Regions from separate parts of the Mus musculus genome. Here region 2 is linked to region 1. The links are chromatin contacts, called in public HiChIP or PLAC-seq maps. All regions are on one chromosome and are shown on one strand. The core of a region is the stretch at or near the end of the contact, and the rest is flanking DNA. Distances in the headings are between cores, read along the strand shown.

Region 1 (4,549 bases), core at 1,298-3,797:
GGGACAGAAAGATTGAAAGAGCCAGAGGACCAGGACGTCTCCTGTAAGATGGCGACTTTTGGGTGTGGCAGGGAAGCTGCACCCATGAACTCCAATGACATGGTTGCTTACACAAGACCACACATGCCAGTCAACATGCCAAGGTAGAGGGGGCACGTTGGGGGGGGCGGGGGTGGTGGTGGTGGGGAATCTCACAAGGCTCCATGCTTAGAAAAAGAGCTGGAGGTAGTAAATGGCTGTTGAAAGAGGGGAAGAATAGGGTGTTTTAAGGAATGAGCCCTATGATAGGGTTCCCAGTCAGCCCTAAACAGCCCTATATGTAGGCAACAGTAACTTGATTCAGTAGTGTGTGTGTGTGTGTGTGTGTGTGTGTGTGTGTGTGTGTGAGAAACTACTTTTAAATTATAGAAGGTCTCATGAGTTTGAGAGGGTACAGGAAAGACACAGGAGGACAAGAGAAGGTGGAAAAGGTGTAAATATAGTATTCATATATAAAATCCTCAAATTATTAAAACTGGGAAGAGGAACTGTGAGAAGATAAATTAATGTTTTGTTTTGTTGGTTTTTGTTGTTGTTGTTGTTGTTGTTTTTAATGCAGTAAAGCTGTGATTGGCTGTGCAGACCTTTAATAGCAGCACTTGGAAAAAGGAAACAGGTGGCTCAGGTATTCCAGGCTAGTTCTGATTTCACGAAACCCTGTCTCAAACAACAAAAACAAAAACCAGAGGCTGAGGCTATCGCTCGGTTACGCTAGTGTCTTCCTAGGCTGCCCAAAGCCCTGAGTTCAATTCCCGACACTGAGTAAAGGATACACAGTGGCACACCAGTACTTGGGAGCTGGAAACAGAAGAATTGGAAGTCCAGGAACAAGGACTGAGAATGCAGCTGAGTTTACGGCGGGAGTTCTTTCCAGCGATGGAGAAGCTAGGCACAGTGGTGGAAGCCTGTAATACAAACACTTGCAAAGATGGGTAGGTTGGACGTTCAAGGTCATTCTCAGCTCTATAGTGATTCCCAGGCCAGCCTGGGATGGATTAAACTCAACACAGTTCAAGATTATTCACACTGGATAGCAAGTACACGGGACCTTGTCTCAAAACAAGCATTTATTTGCTCTTAGCCCAATAAGTCTGATCTGTAGAAGATGTGTTGTTGTCGTTGTTGTTATTTTGTTTGTTTAGACATGGTCTCAGCCCAAGAAACAGGTGTCTAATTTTCTGTGAATCAGGCGAGAACCTTATAATCCTCTTCCTGCTTCCACCTCCTAAGTTATCATGTCCCACCGTGACCAGATTAGGTGGTCCTGGGGGTTGAGCCCAGAGCCTTGAGCATGCCAGGCAGGCACCCTATAAGCTGAGCCCCGCCCCTTCCTCCATGGAAGATATTTTAAGAAAGATGCACAGACTTAGGGTGCCCAAGCCCTGTCAGAAAGACTTGGCTTTATTTTAGCTCTTTCTCAGTCTTGGGGCAGGTAGCAAACTTCTGTAGCATTGCACTCTTCCTCTGTGAAAATGCTGGCAGCAGGTCTTTGCAGTGTGGCTGGAAGCATGGAGGTGGTGTCCTCAAAAGCTCCGAGTCCCTGCCTACCATGAAGCGTGTGCTCTTAGACCAAGTGTCACACCTACCATGAAGCATGCGCTCTTAGACGGGCTCTGCCCAAAGCATTGGCAGTAGGAGAGGTCAGTCGCACCAACCAGACAACTTCCTTTAGGAAAAAAAAAAGAAAGAAAGAAACCATGCCAGTGGATTTGCCGTTAAAATAGCCAGAAGCTGGGGGGCATGGGGGTGGCGTAATGGCACAGCAGGTAAAGGTGCTTGCTGCCAAACATGGTGACCAGAGTTCAATCCCCAGAAGGAAAGAAACTGCTCTCAAAGGATCACCTCTGAACTCTGCATGTGCCCACTCACATGCACAGATGAATGGATAACTACATCACACACATACACACACACACACACACACACACACACACACACACACTACCATAACACTGAGAAACTGCATGCAAGGACTGGCTTCCCACAGGGCACAGTGCCAGAACTGGATTAACGTCCTCTGCATTTGCACTGAACTTGAATCTTACTTGATCTATGTATGAAGGGCTTTTTTTTTTCTCTAAGTGTGACCCATGCAACATTTCACACACACAGAAAAGCCTCATTCATTGTTTCCTTGCTACTCTACTTTAGCTGGTCGCCCTGCGGTTTTTTTGTTTGAAGCTTAGCAGACCCAGGAACCACACCTGCCTTGGGTGTGCCTGGAATGCAGCTTACACCACGGCCCTGGGGCTCTGCACACTTTGCACTCCTAGTGGATGAGCCACTGACATCTTCCTTGTATTTTTGGCTCCTGGCTTTCTCCCCCCTTGCTTTCTTCACCCCAACTGCTTTTCTTGCTACGTGTAGGGACTAGCAGCAGGAAAGGACTAGACAGCTGGCAAGGCAGAGGGGCAGGCCAGTTTAAAAATATACAACTGTCAGCTGGCCACATGCACCTCACCCAAGACCTCTGGGAAATGCTGACTGTCTTCTGTGGTCACCAACTATCCCCAACCTCTACCCTTCTGTTGAAGGGCTCTTGTTTTTGCTGTGTGTCTCATGAGAACAGAAAGAGAGAGCTAAGAACTTCTGCTTTGGAATAAGATTTCAAAAGTAAGCCGTGGCTTCTGTGACCTCATAGGGATATGTTAGGCTGTTGTGCCTAGCTATCCTTCAAATAGAGATACAGTCATGACTGCTATACAGAAATTGAAGTGAACATATACTAAAGGCTTGGCTTAACTCAATATAGAAGCCAATTGTAGAGTGCTACAATAACCTCGAAAATGTAAAAGTAAACAATCATGAAAAACAATGATGAAATGCATGAGTAAATTGACCTGAAATTGGCTTGGTGATGTCTTGAGGTCAAACTGTGTTTCTCAAAATCCCAGGGTTGACGTTGCAATCCTAGGTACTTCAGAAATGGCTGCACTTGAAGCTAGAATCTCGAAGAGGTAATTAAGTAATGTCAGTACAGTGAGGCCTAACCCAACGTAAGCGAGGAGATTAGGCTGCACAGAACAAGAAGATCCTGAGCAGACACAGGGAGAAGACCAAGCAAGGAGCCAGGCCTCAGAAGCCAGCCCTAATCTCAGATGTCAAGTCTCTCAAGCCAGGCTCATTCCTAGGGCCTTGCTAAGGCGTCTATGGTTTGTTTAAAGATTTTTTTTGTGCGTGTCTGTTCTCTCTCTCTCCCTCGCTCTCTCTCTCTCTCTGTCTCACTGGTGTTGCAGGGATCTGAACTCGATTTCTGAATGAACCATAAGCCCTCTTAACTGCTGAGTCATCTCTCCACCTTTTGTTTTTGAGATCAGGTCTCATGTAGCTCAGACTAGCCTCAAACTCCCTACAAAGTTGAGAAGGACCTCCAACTCTTGTTCTTTCTGCTTTCACTTCCCAGGAGCTGGGATTAGAAACCATCCTAGTTAGCTTTAACTGACAACTTGATACAGCCTAAAGTTGTCTGACAGGAAAGCCAGGATGGGTGAATTGTCTTTATCAGTTGGTAGGCATATGTATGAGGAATTGTCTTGATTGACATTAGATGTAAGAGGGCCTAGTCCACTGTGAGCAGAACTATTCCCTGGGCTAGCTGACCATGAGCCTGAGAAAGTCAGCAAGTAAAATCCCTTCATGGTTTCTATTCCTGTCTAGAGCGCCTGCTCTGACTTCTGTCTGTGATGGGTTGTGCCTGGAAGGGTGAGATGAAATAACCTTTTCCTCTCTTAAGTTGCTCTTGGTCAGATTCTTTTTTAAATCACAGCAACAGAATGAAACTAGGACTCGGGCATGTACCACCATGCCTGCCTCCTAATTTCTGTTGTTTAAGCAACCCAGTCTGTGAAAGCCCAGGCTGACCAACACAGAGGCGGGTTTTCGATGAGACTCACTTGTGTTTCTATTGGCTGTAGAACATCACCCAAAGAACCAGATATCCCAGTCAGGTTAATAATAAGAGTTCTCTCTCTCTCTCTCTCTCTCATGCTGGAAATTGAGCCCAGAGCCTCACCTATGCTAGGTAATCTATCACAAACTAAAGCACATCCCAATACAGGTTAATTTCTAACTAGAAGTAGAAAGCTACTGTGTGGATCAACTCCAGCTACACTGCCTTGTTCTGTAAAGTTTTACTGGAACCCAGCCATACTCAGTCCTTCAAACATCGCTCATGGCCATTTCATGCTACAGAAATAGAGATAAGAACTTGTCATTTAAAAAGTCTCAGATATTTACTATCTGGTCTTGTGAGTGTGAGTGTGTCCGTGTGTCCGTGTGTCCGCGCGCGCGCGTGTGTGTGTGTGTGTGTGTGTGTGTGTGTGTATTTATGTGTGAGTGTGTGTATGTGTAAATGTGTCAGTATATGTGTATATGTGTGAGCGTGTATGTGTGTGAGTGTGTGTGTGTGTGTTTATGTGTGTGTATTTATGTGTGAGTGTGTGTATGTGTAAATGTGTCAGTATATGTGTATATGTGTGAGCGTGTATGTGTGTGAGTGTGTGTGTGTGTG
Region 2 (4,549 bases), core at 1,301-3,800, 120 kb after region 1:
GTGTTGTCAACAAGTGGATTCTGACTGAGGGCCTGGGCACAAGTGTGCATGGTCAGCAAGCCCATCAAGAAGGGAGCTGAGTGGAATGTAGGGAAACTTGTGTGAGGGCTGCTTCCCAGTTTGCAGCCCGAGGCCAAGGATGACAGCCTCGTTGTGGCATAGTGCCCTGTTCTGGAACTCATAGCAGGGCTCACCTTAGAGACCAAGGCCCAGAGCTGTCACCTGGGGTTCTGGCCTGTGCCCAGGGTACAGATGACTGGTGTGCCCAGGGTACAGATGACTGGTGTGCCCAGGGTACAGATGACTGGTGTGCCCAGGTACAGATGACTGGTGTGCCCAGGGTACAGATGACTGGTGTGCCCAGGTACAGATGACTGGTGTGCCCAGGTACAGATGACTGGTGTGCCCAGGTACAGATGACTGGTGTGCTCAGGTACAGATGACTGGTGTGCCCAGGGTACAGATGACTGGTGTGCTCAGATACAGATGACTGGTGTGCCCAGGGTACAGATGACTGGTGTGCTCAGATACAGATGACTGGTGTGCCCAGGTACAGATGACTGGTGTGCCCAGGGTACAGATGACTGGTGTGCTCAGGTACAGATGACTGGTGTGCCCAGGGTACAGATGACTGGTGTGCCCAGGTACAGATGACTGGTGTGCCCAGGGTACAGATGACTGGTGTGCCCAGGTACAGATGACTGGTGTGCCCAGGGTACAGATGACTGGTGTGCTCAGGTACAGATGACTGGTGTGCCCAGGTACAGATGACTGGTGTGCCCAGGTACAGATGACTGGTGTGCTCAGGTACAGATGACTGGTGTGCCCAGGGTACAGATGACTGGTGTGCCCAGGGTACAGATGACTGGTGTGCCCAGGGTACAGATGACTGGTGTGCCCAGGGTACAGATGACTGGTGTGCCCAGGGTACAGATGACTGGTGTGCCCAGGGTACAGATGACTGGTGTGCCCAGGGTACAGATGACTGGTGTGCCCAGGGTACAGATGACTGGTGTGCTCAGGTACAGATGACTGACTGGTGTGGTTATCCTCCACACTTCCCATTGGGCCCACTCAAACCTCAGAGGAACACTTCTGGGGCGTGTCATGTCTGATGGTGGCTTTGAGCTGGGCTGTGGGTAAGACTCCTGCGAAGGCTGACCCAGGAACTGCTTTCCCTTAGGGAAAAGCACCTCCCTCTGAGGACGGAGGCACTCACTAGGTGCCATGCGGTTCTCAAGTCTCACACTTGGGCTTCTGCTGTGCAGTTTGCCCAGCATGGAACTTGCCTTTTCTCTAAGGTTTTTGGCATCTTTGTTAACAATCATAGGGTTATAATTGCATGCGTTTACCTTTGAGCCCTCTGTCGCATTGGTGTACACTTGTGCTTTGTGCCAAGCTCCACGCTGGCTTGGAGCCCCAGGCTCCGTCCTACAGCTCAGTTGTAGACAGGGAAATGGGGCGCTGTTTCTGCAGTCCTGCTTCTCCTAGCTTCACACTGCTTTGGCTATTTGGAAACTTCCGTTTACACTTTGGGTTTTTTTTTTTTTTTTTTCTACTTCTGGAAAGAATCTCATTGAAATTCTGAGTATGTGAATTACTTTCAGTAATATGTTCATTTATACAACAGCAATTCTGATCCATGACTATTGGGAGGTTTTTGTTTAGTTTTTTAAATTTTCTAATGTCTTCATCTGACTTAATTTTTTCTTATTGATTTTCCCTTCAGTCCATCTTATTGCTCTGGCCAATGGTGTTTTAAGCACCATTTCTGAAGCAAAAGTAGAAAGCAGACATGTTTACCTCACCCCGATTTCCCCACTTAGTGCATAGCTAGCTATCAGTCTGTTGCATATAGCTGTTCCTCCCCCTCCTCCTCCTCCTCCTTCCTCTTCCTTTCCTTTTTTTTTTTTTTTTTTTTTTTTTTTTTTTTGAGACAGGATTTCTCTGTATAGCCCTGGCTGTCCTGGAACTCACTCTATAGACCAGGCTGGCCTCGAACTCAGAAATCTACCTGCCTCTGCCTCTCAAGTGCTGGGATTAAAGGCGTGCGCCACCACTGTCTGGCTATGATGCAACATTTTAAGGCATGAGCTTTTTAGTCACTGATAGCTTAAAGCTGCTCCTCAAAATGGCAGTGCCGAGGCCAATGTCTGAGATAGGATTTTGGCTGGGTTGAGGCTTAAAGGTGGGTTTCTGCTAACGAGGAACCTCTCTTAATCTTGCCCCCAAAGGTCAACTACCCTGGGTAAGGGACCTAGTTCCCTGTCAACATGAACAGTCTGTATCAGCCCAAGGACCACTCTGTTGACTGGCATATAAAAACCTCTTGCTCTGCCACCATTTTGCTTCTTTGGTTCCCAATGAACCTTTCTTTCTCCCCAGATAGTCCAGTTCAGTGGTTTTACTGCACCTTACATTTGGTGCTGAAACTCTGGATGGAACTAAAACAGTAACCAATGATGTAACTTCAGAGGAAGGGGACAGTGGAGCCTGGCTGCCTGGCAGCAGCGGCAGCAGTGCTGGGGCCTAGACGCGGGGGCGTGGGGAAGCATGGGAGGAGCGTTTGCTGCGGCCCGCCCGGGATGGTCCAAGTCCGGCCTGGCGGGGTCGAGCGGGAGCTGAGGAAAGCACGCGGGCCGGGTCTGCGGGCCAGGTGGCCGGGGGCTGAGGTAGAAGTGGGCACGGAGGAAAGGGCTGGGCGAGGCGGTGGGACGAGCACCCTTTGGTGGCGGCCGCGGCCCCAGGGACGGGTGCGTGGGCGCCCAGCAGCCCAGACTCCTCCCGCATGGGAGTTGCTCTAGATCATAAACCAGCCTTTGAAAAAGGAGAAACCAGAATGGAAAACCGACTATCCTCTAACAGATGGACAACTGTGCAGCAAGAGGGATGAATTCCGGGACACTGCACCAGCTTTTGAAGGCCGGAAAGGAGATCTGGGATGCTTTGAAGGCCACTGCACAGGCTTTTGAAAGCAATGATCATGAATTGGCACAGGCAATCATTGATGGTGCAAACATAACACTACCACACAGTGCCCTGACAGAGTGCTACGATGAGCTGGGCAACCGGTACCCGCTGCCAGTCTATTGCCTGGCACCACCAATCAGCACGGTGGAGGAAGAGAGTGACATGGAGACTCTGGATGTTCCCGAGCCACCTCCCAATTCTGGACACGCATCAGCTCCATCTGAGGCTCTGCCCAGGCAAAGACCTCAAGCTTGTGGTCCGCACACAGACACAGTGTTTCACATGACGGGGCACTTACCTGCCGGAGAGTGTGGTGCCAGGCAACCAGCGGTGGTTCTTCTCTGGCAGGTCTCTCACTGATAGGAGGAAGCCGGAGGAGCTGAAGATCCCTAAGGACTGCGGTGCAGGTTATGTGAGCCAGCCTGTGCAAACCCCACCACCAGTGGAGAACTGAGCTGGGCTAGTCTTCTTCCAAGATCCCTTGGCTCCTTTTTATTGTTACCATTCCCCACTCTAAGGCGTGAAATTTATTTTCACTGCTCTGAATTCCCTATGAATGGATTTAGTTCTGAGGAATTACCAGTGAAAAAAATCCCATCTGTGATGGAGACCAACAAAAATAAGAAAACACACCGAGCCAAAAAAAAGAAAAAAAAAAAGATGGAACTTCAGGTGAAGATGCATATGAAAATTAAGATGAAAGTAATGGTTGGTTATTTAAGAATATCAAATCACCCAAAAGACTCACTGCGAGGAAAGCTTGCAGAGGAGCTTAGTAGCAGGCATGGACGTGGAGTAGAAAGGAACCATAATGGTTTTAGGCATTGTTTATTCTGAATCATGGGAGTTAGAAAGGGAAATTCAAATTATGGCCCCTGCCCTTTAAAGAACGGCATGCTTACTCAGGGTACAGGGCTGGACATGGTGGTGCAGGCTCTCAACACAGCACTAGGAGTGCAGGAGGAGAATCGGGAGTTCAAGGCCAACCTTGAGAATTAAAACAACAAACAAAACAAAAAACGGAAACCACTCACCCACCAATCCCTGCCCTGCTAATAAACTGTCAGAAAGAATACTGGTATTTATTACAAGTTTTAGTCCACATGAAAAAGGTTCAGACCCCCCCAACTCTTTGTTAACGTTAAACTCTTATGGGGCCACGGGGCTGTTGTTAATTTAGGGGTGCTCAGGAATGCTGAGGCACACAGGGGACAATCTGTTTCTCACGTGGGGCATCAGTTATCTCTAGTCTACTCTTTGGCGCTGCCACATATATTCTCAAGAGAATCTGTTAACATGGCACCGCATGGTCAAATGTGAATACCCTGAGGATGACGTACTGAGGTTATACAATGGACAGCTACAGACACCCCCACGTCAGTGTAGGCTTTGAGTCATGAGTGGCTTTAATGTTTGTTTTTTTTTGTTTTGTTTTGTTTTGGAGACAGGGTTTCTCTGTGTAGCCCTGGCTGTCCTGGAACTCACTCTGTAGACCAGGCTGGCCTCGAACTCAGAAATTCGCCAGCCTCTGACTCCCAAGTGCTGGAATTAAAGGCGTGCACCACCACGCCCAGCGTTT

The links. HiChIP or PLAC-seq counts read pairs in DNA pulled down with a chosen protein or histone mark.
Region 2: an H3K27ac HiChIP or PLAC-seq map of microglia shows a contact between it and region 1, with 6 times the contacts expected there. The contact joins two enhancer-like sites. A contact is called at or near these places in 3 of 484 Hi-C or Micro-C datasets (cerebral cortex and uterus), 2 of 115 datasets of contacts at active chromatin or transcription factors (embryonic stem cells and microglia) and 3 of 9 other capture datasets (adipose tissue, embryonic stem cells and pancreatic islet).

What each region holds. Positions count from the first base shown.
Region 1 is chr9:96,413,969-96,418,517 of GRCm38.p6, forward strand. No RefSeq gene overlaps it. Among named protein-coding and RNA genes, the nearest start is that of Gm39409, 19 kb to the left of the region's middle. Within about 2 kb of position 2,548, at least 115 of the 459 cell types and tissues checked have an H3K27ac peak or open chromatin away from gene starts, as enhancers often do. A contact at or near this core is called in microglia and uterus, where this site is marked.
Region 2 is chr9:96,534,436-96,538,984 of GRCm38.p6, forward strand. It overlaps the pseudogene Gm8495. Among named protein-coding and RNA genes, the nearest start is that of Gm28729, 11 kb to the left of the region's middle. Within about 2 kb of position 2,551, at least 211 of the 459 cell types and tissues checked have an H3K27ac peak or open chromatin away from gene starts, as enhancers often do. A contact at or near this core is called in microglia and uterus, where this site is marked.